Regions from separate parts of the Mus musculus genome. Here region 1 is linked to region 2. Evidence: chromatin contacts called from public promoter capture Hi-C data. All regions are on one chromosome and are shown on one strand. The core of a region is the stretch at or near the end of the contact, and the rest is flanking DNA. Distances in the headings are between cores, read along the strand shown.

Evidence for each region. Capture Hi-C pulls out chosen DNA fragments and counts their contacts.
Region 1: a promoter capture Hi-C map of adipose tissue shows a contact between it and region 2. The contact joins two enhancer-like sites. A contact is called at or near these places in 1 of 15 datasets of contacts at CTCF or cohesin (the NIH/3T3 cell line), 2 of 484 Hi-C or Micro-C datasets (cerebellum and nephron progenitors), 3 of 115 datasets of contacts at active chromatin or transcription factors (CD8 T cells, PVALB interneurons and effector CD8 T cells) and 2 of 9 other capture datasets (adipose tissue and pancreatic islet).

Annotation. Positions count from the first base shown.
Region 1 is chr17:26,661,800-26,665,085 of GRCm38.p6, reverse strand. No RefSeq gene overlaps it. Among named protein-coding and RNA genes, the nearest start is that of Atp6v0e, 13 kb to the left of the region's middle. Within about 2 kb of position 1,910, at least 229 of the 459 cell types and tissues checked have an H3K27ac peak or open chromatin away from gene starts, as enhancers often do. A contact at or near this core is called in CD8 T cells, adipose tissue and effector CD8 T cells, where this site is marked.
Region 2 is chr17:26,751,764-26,755,238 of GRCm38.p6, reverse strand. The region is part of intron 4 of Crebrf (CREB3 regulatory factor); the gene reads right to left. Among named protein-coding and RNA genes, the nearest start is that of Bnip1, 28 kb to the left of the region's middle. Within about 2 kb of position 1,583, at least 69 of the 459 cell types and tissues checked have an H3K27ac peak or open chromatin away from gene starts, as enhancers often do. A contact at or near this core is called in CD8 T cells, adipose tissue and effector CD8 T cells, where this site is marked.

The DNA of each region.
Region 1 (3,286 bases), core at 661-3,160, 90 kb after region 2:
CAGAACTAAAGTGTGAGAGGCAGAAAAGAGTTAACGAGGAAATACACAAGTACCATTTCTGTTCAGAAAAGGAGATATGAGGAGTTGCTAAGCTGACACAAAGGCTTTTGTCACAATAGGACAATGAGTGTCGGGATTACAGGGAGATGATCCCACTCTGTGAGGGCTGAGTTGTCATGTCAAGTCTTGACATCTGGTGAGATATGTCACTTACTAAGATATAGAAGCTGAGAAGAAAATCAGATTTTAGAAGCAGCAGGAATGTTAGGACCAAGAGTGCTTTAGAAGTCTGAGCCCGTGTCTCAGCAGCAGGGCACAGTTACCAAACAGAAACCGCAACTTAAGCTAAATAGTGATGCCATGTCTCAAATTAAATCCAAAAACTGGGGCACTGCTACCACAGAGCACTTCTCTTAAGCCTGGAGAATAGAAGGCTATATATGTGTATAGATAGAAAAATAATAGATGGGACCCAGGCCTGGAACTCCAGGAGTCAGGGATCAGAGGAGAGAAATACCCAGAAAAGGAGTCTGAGACGTTGCCAGCAACTGTAAGCATAAGCATGCTTATATGGAGGTGGTGGTGCCACCTCCAATGAATGTGGCCACTGGATTTAGCCACACAGGTTACTGATAACCCCAGCCTAAGCAGCTGGGACAGGGATGAGACTGGAGAGCATCCACGAGTGAATGGGAACACAGGGTAGTCCTCTCTCTGTCTATCTCTCTTTGTGTCTGTCTGTCTTTTGAGACAATGTCTCCTTGCTGTCCTGGAACTTGCTCTGTAAACCAGGCTGGCCTGAGAGAGTCTCATGCTCCTATCTCCTGAGTGCCAGGAATTAAAGCATAGATCACTATGCTTGGCAGGTGGAGACGACTCTTTTGAGAAACCGGACTATGAAATGAGGAACAGAGCAGTAGCAGGAAGGATATGTGGAGAAAGAAGAGAATATGAATTTTCCAGCTTGTTTGCAAAGGAGAGCGATTTGCAAGGTTGCGGTGGCCTGAAGACTCTTGACGTTCTCCTTTATATAAGGCAAACATTTTCAGGTTCATATTGGTTTTTCAAGACAGGGCCTCTCTATATAGCTCTGACTATCCTGGAACTGGATCTGTGTAGACCAGGCCGGCCTCAAACTTAATTTGTATGCCTCCTCAGTGCTGGGATTAAAGGCCTATGTATAATGATGTGTATACGTCTGTATGTCACATGACTGCAGTGTCCATAGGGCCCAGGGCATGGAATCTCCCTGCAGCTGGAATTACAGGCAGTTGTACGCTGCCAGACATGGGCGCTGGGCGCTACACTCAGTTTCTCTGTAAGAGCAGTGCGCACTCGGAACTGCCCAGCCCGGCCTGCCTATCACTGGCCTCGCCACTCTTTCCACTTCACTCGTTATATTTTTTACTAATTTACCTCTCAACCATCAGATGTCCATCCAATACGCAAAGCCCCTCACTTTATCTCACTTCATTCCCTAAAACAATGGTCAGATCTGTACCTGGAGACAGTCTGCTTGTGATAAGGGCAAAGGGGACTCAATGCACTGTAGTGGCTCTGGTCTAGCTTGTCGGCAGTCACTCTGCCGCCTTGCTGAGGTCTCGGGGTATGTGACTCCTGCAGGATTTCATGATAACGAGGTGCATGAGCTATACGCCCTTGAGTAACTAGAACTCGAGGACCTTTGGATGTACCTGGTCCTTGCGAATGGGCATAGAGCAGACGCTCTACTTCTGCCGCAGTTTCTTGGACAGCCGGGAAGACAAGGTCTTTCAGAGCATGTAGGAGGGGGCATAGAGATGGTGTTTGAGGTTTATGCTGCGGTCCGAAGTCACCAAGGGATGGAACTGCCTACAATCTGGGTCCTGGCGGAACCACTACTACCCACCGGTTCCGGTTCCGGTGGCGTGCATTGCAGGCCCGGAAATGACATTTCTTGTAGCTCAAGCACAGAAGGGACGCGAGTCTGCGCTTCCTGCCTCAGGAAAGCAGAACAGCGCCCCCTGCGGCTGGAGTTGAGTCTCGGCATGTTCTCTCCGTGTAGCGGAGTAGGCAGGACCTCAGGCTGGAGCCCCTAATGGAACCGCTTTGTAGGGCCTGAAACAGAAGCTCATCGATGCTTCTCTGGCTTCAGTTTCTGGTTTTGTGTCGGGGACCGAACCCAGGGCTTTGGGACCCTTTCTAGCTTGGCTTGGTGTCTCATTCCTACTATTCCAGTACTGGGGAGGTGGAGAGCCCAGAGGATCAAAAGTTAAGAGCTGGCCTGGAGTGTATGAGACCCTTTCTCATAAATCAGCCAACCAACCAAGATATATCTGTTGGGTACTTCGACAGGCATTAGCCGGCTCGGATACCACTGAGGATGGACTCTGTCCAAATCTGCTTGGCCTCCCACCTCCTGCTTCCTTGATGACACACCCATTTTAAGATAGAGAAGCACTGCAAATTGCCCCTCTTTAAAATGTAAAATTTCAAAGGAAAGGGAGGATGCCCAGTAAACTAGGCTAAAAGCCCACCTTGCTTGCCATGACACCTCGGGCATTATTCCCAGAAGACAGCTCTTCCCTCACCCATTTACCCCACACCCGCACAAGCTGCTCTGAGACCTCCGTTGCCCAGCCTGCAACCTTTTCTTGGCCTTTTCTTACATCTCTCCTCCCGGCTGCCACAGCTGAGATTTACAGCCCACAAGATGGTTCTCAACTTCTTTTTGAGTCCATTTTAACAAAAATTATTTTTATCAAGACGAAGACCCACCTCCTATTTCCCAGCAACCCTTTTATCACTGAGCCACATGCAGCCCCAGTTCCTTGATGATGTCTTTTTAGTTTCTCTCCATTCCCAAACACCTCACCCCCAAACTTCACCCCCCCTTTCCCACCACAAAGGAGTCTGTAGAAATTACATGGGTTTCAAATGGAAAAAGAAAAAGAAAAAGAAAAAGAAAGAAAAATGAAAAAGGAAAGAAAAGGACATGACTGCTCCCAGGAACAGTGAAGGAGAAAGTTTATTGTAGATAAAAGGGAGACATAGCCAGAGGCGGACATAGCTGGAAGAGTCCAGGCTAGAACTGACCCTGAACCATGGGAAGATGGAAAGGGGAAGAGGAAGGGAGAGAGAGGAACCAAGTGCAGCAGTCGGGAGGCCAAAGGTACAAAAAGGAAGGGTGGGTAACCAGAATGTCTGGATTATATAGGGAAGAGTCTCTGGGGGGAAGCAGCACAGCTTGATTTCAGGGTAGAGGGCAGGGCTTGCCAGCCATACCATGTAAAGCATCCTGAGGGGT
Region 2 (3,475 bases), core at 334-2,833:
ATTTCAGTATGTTCCCTTAGCATCTACCTTTGCTAGTCTGCAGGTGGCAAGACTCGTTTATTCACTCAATGCTCATGGAACTCATTTGATGTTTCTAAGAATTGACTGCCTCAGCTGCACAGAATGACATGATGAGAGGAGCCTGGCACGAATAGCAAAACTGAGCTGGGTCAGCTCTTAGGATTCAGGGAGCCCAGCTTTGGGTCCACATTGCACTATTCTACCTAACTGGTTGAGTGGTCTAAAAGTCTTGCTCACTGTATGCCAAATTCATAGTCACAGCAATGTTTATTTCTTCATCCCACCCAAAACAGGTACTAGATTTACTTCTGTGTTCAATGCTCCCAAGGAGCATTTAGGAGCTGGCAGCTTTCTGACCCAATCTTTTCTACTAGCATGTCCTATAAATTTATTACCTTTCCGCTCCCAACTCACAGAGTGTGTCCAGCCACACACTGTTCAATATAAAGGCCATGGAACCAAGTAAAATGAAAACTGACATGCTTACTCACTGATCTAACATCCACAGCCACTCATTCTTCTCACAAAATTTGCCCAGAGGAACTCTTGTCTATAACAGAAGTCTAACCACCACCACTCAAAATGAATCTGTGGCCAAGTTAAGTTTTACAAAACCATGCTCCTCCATCCCTGGCTGGCCAAGCCACAGAGCACAGAAACATATTAACACACTCTGAAAGAGCCTGCTAGAGTGGTACACGCAGTTAATCCCAGTATTCAGGAGGCAAGAACAGGCAGATTTATTAGTTCAGGGCTAGCCTGGTCTACATAGTGAGTTCCAGGACCCAGGGCTACAGAGAGACCCTGTCTCAAAAAATAAAAATAAAAGCATGACTTTCAGAGGATCTGGGGAGGCTGCTTCATGGTGGAGTAGCTATGGCACACCACGTGGAAGGCTGAAGGCTCAATCCCCACCACTACAATGGGAGGGAAGAATGACTGAAAAATCCCAAGAGCAAATACATCTGTTCAACTCTAAATTCTGTTAAGGCAAGGATTCCATTAATTTACATATAATTAATACCTAATATATGCAATGCCTAACATAAAAGATACTAAAACATGTTTTGATAAATGATTTCTTGATTCTCTTCTTGACCCTGCTTCTCTTTTGTTGATATACTGCCATAATTATCTAACTCATTTCTTGTTGACATGATTAAATTAGGATAGGATAGGATATATAGTGTAGTTCACTATATATCCTGGCACTTGGGAAGTAGAGGTGAGAGGATCAGGAGTTCAAAGTCAACTGAAGGTATATATCAAATCTAGGCCAGCCTGAACTACAGTAGATCTCGTGCCTCAAAAAAACCAAACAATGACAACAAAAAGAAAGTAAGAATGCCATATTTACAAAACATCCAGCCACACAGCTATGGTCTGAACAGACTACAAGCAAAGTCAACTGTGAAAAACATTCATGAGAATTAAAAAATAACCTCTCATTTTTAAGGAAGTGAGTTCTTGTTCTTGAACCATGCAATCTAACAACCCGAACCAGTTGTAGCCAGTCTACAGAATAGGCTCTATTAGCACTCGGCAGTTGGTTCAGAAGAGAAACTGAAACTTGATTTTTGCACCTCTCCTGGAACTTTGCAAGATCATCAACTGCATAGCCATTTGCCAAGAAACAGAATTTCAGGAGCTGGTCATCACAAAAGGATCTTTGTAAACCACTCACTCAACCCCAGACTACTGCTCTGACAGGAGTATAACTAGCCTTATTTTATTGATTCAAAAAATGTCTTCCTATTTCTCAGCCACAATTTCCTTTTGCACCCCTCAAGTTGGTTTAAATCTTTCTTTCAAGAAAAGAAATAATTTGTATCCCCCCAAAAAATTTAAAGCCCAAATAAGTTCTACAAAATTGTGTTAATTTATGGTGCAAGTATGTCATTCACTAACATTTAGAATACTGCACAAGTAATCCTAACCCAAAGCTTCACTTCAAGTCAAGTGAAAGTGAATGAATTTAGATGGCATATTCATTCATTAAGACATTAAGCAGCATTATCACTTAGATCCAGGAAGAGCACCAGATTACACTAAATACCTTCTAATACATAAAGCCACTGCCTAGCTGCTCAAGGAGAAAACGCTATGGAAGAAAAGGAAAGAGGATATGGCTAGACAGACTTAAAAACGTGTAGTCGCTGTATAAATCAAAATTCTGAGAAGATGGAAATGGTGTCATGGAGACTGAGTTTTCTTGAATTCACCTATGTGATCTCAAAAAACTAAAAATGTAAATCAAATATGGTGGGCATCCCAGCATAATCTGTTAGAAGAATCTCTGGGTAATAAACTGGGAAAAGCTAGATGCCAGCTGTTTGAAGATGTGGATGGGAGCTACACATCCAGAGTCTAATAGTAAGGAAAACAGAAATGTATAAAGCAAAGGAGGACCTTTCTGATCTGCCCCTTACAATGGAAGTGGTGTCTAGACACAGTCTTCCATAAAGACCCTTATGGGGCAGGGCACACACCTGCTGATCCCTCAGATACTATGAATCCCAGAAAGGCCACAATCCAAGATAAGGAAGAATTTTTCCTGACCAGCAAGTTTGATCTTTGCTGGTAAGCAACTACAAGAGTGATGTGCTTTGTCTGACACAACGTTCAAAGGAGTCCAGCTTCACCTTTTGTTGAGACTTGTGGTGGTGCTAAAGGGAAGAGGAAGCCACACACTACTAAAAAGGATAAGTTGACTCTACTGAAATGAAAAGAAAAAAACCACACAAGACAAAAACAGTAACAACAAAAACTTGCCAACCCATACTCTTGTAAAACACAGGAAAAGCATTACTAGGCTGTGTGCTGAAATCTGGCAAGCAGACTAAAACTGACTAACAAAGTCTGCATCAGAACCATGAAGTATTCAACAACATGGCTAGAGACAGAGTTGGCAAAGAAACATAAAGATGTAAGTTCCAAGCAGCCTTGAACACTGGAAGAACTGTGACCTTAACTGTGAAGAACAACTTAAGAGTTTAACATGGGAACAAAACACCCATGGAAGGAGTTACAGAAACAAAGTTTGGAGCTGAGATGAAAGGATGGACCATGTAGAGACTGCCATATCCAGGGATCCACCCCATAATCAGCATCCAAACGCTGACACCATTGCATATACTAGCAAGATTTTATCGAAAGGACCCAGATGTAGCTGTCTCTTGTGAGACTATGCCGGGGCCTAGCAAACACAGAAGTGGATGCTCACAGTCAGCTAATGGATGGATCACAGGGCTCCCAATGGAGGAGCTAGAGAAAGTACCCAAGGAGCTAAAGGGATCTTCAACCCTATAGGTGGAACAACATTATGAACTAACCAGTACCCCTGAGCTCTTGACTCTAGCTGCATATGTATCAAAAGATGGCCTAGTCGGCCATCACTGGAAAGAGAGGACCATTGGACACGCAGACTTTGTGTGCCCCGGTACAGGGGAACGCC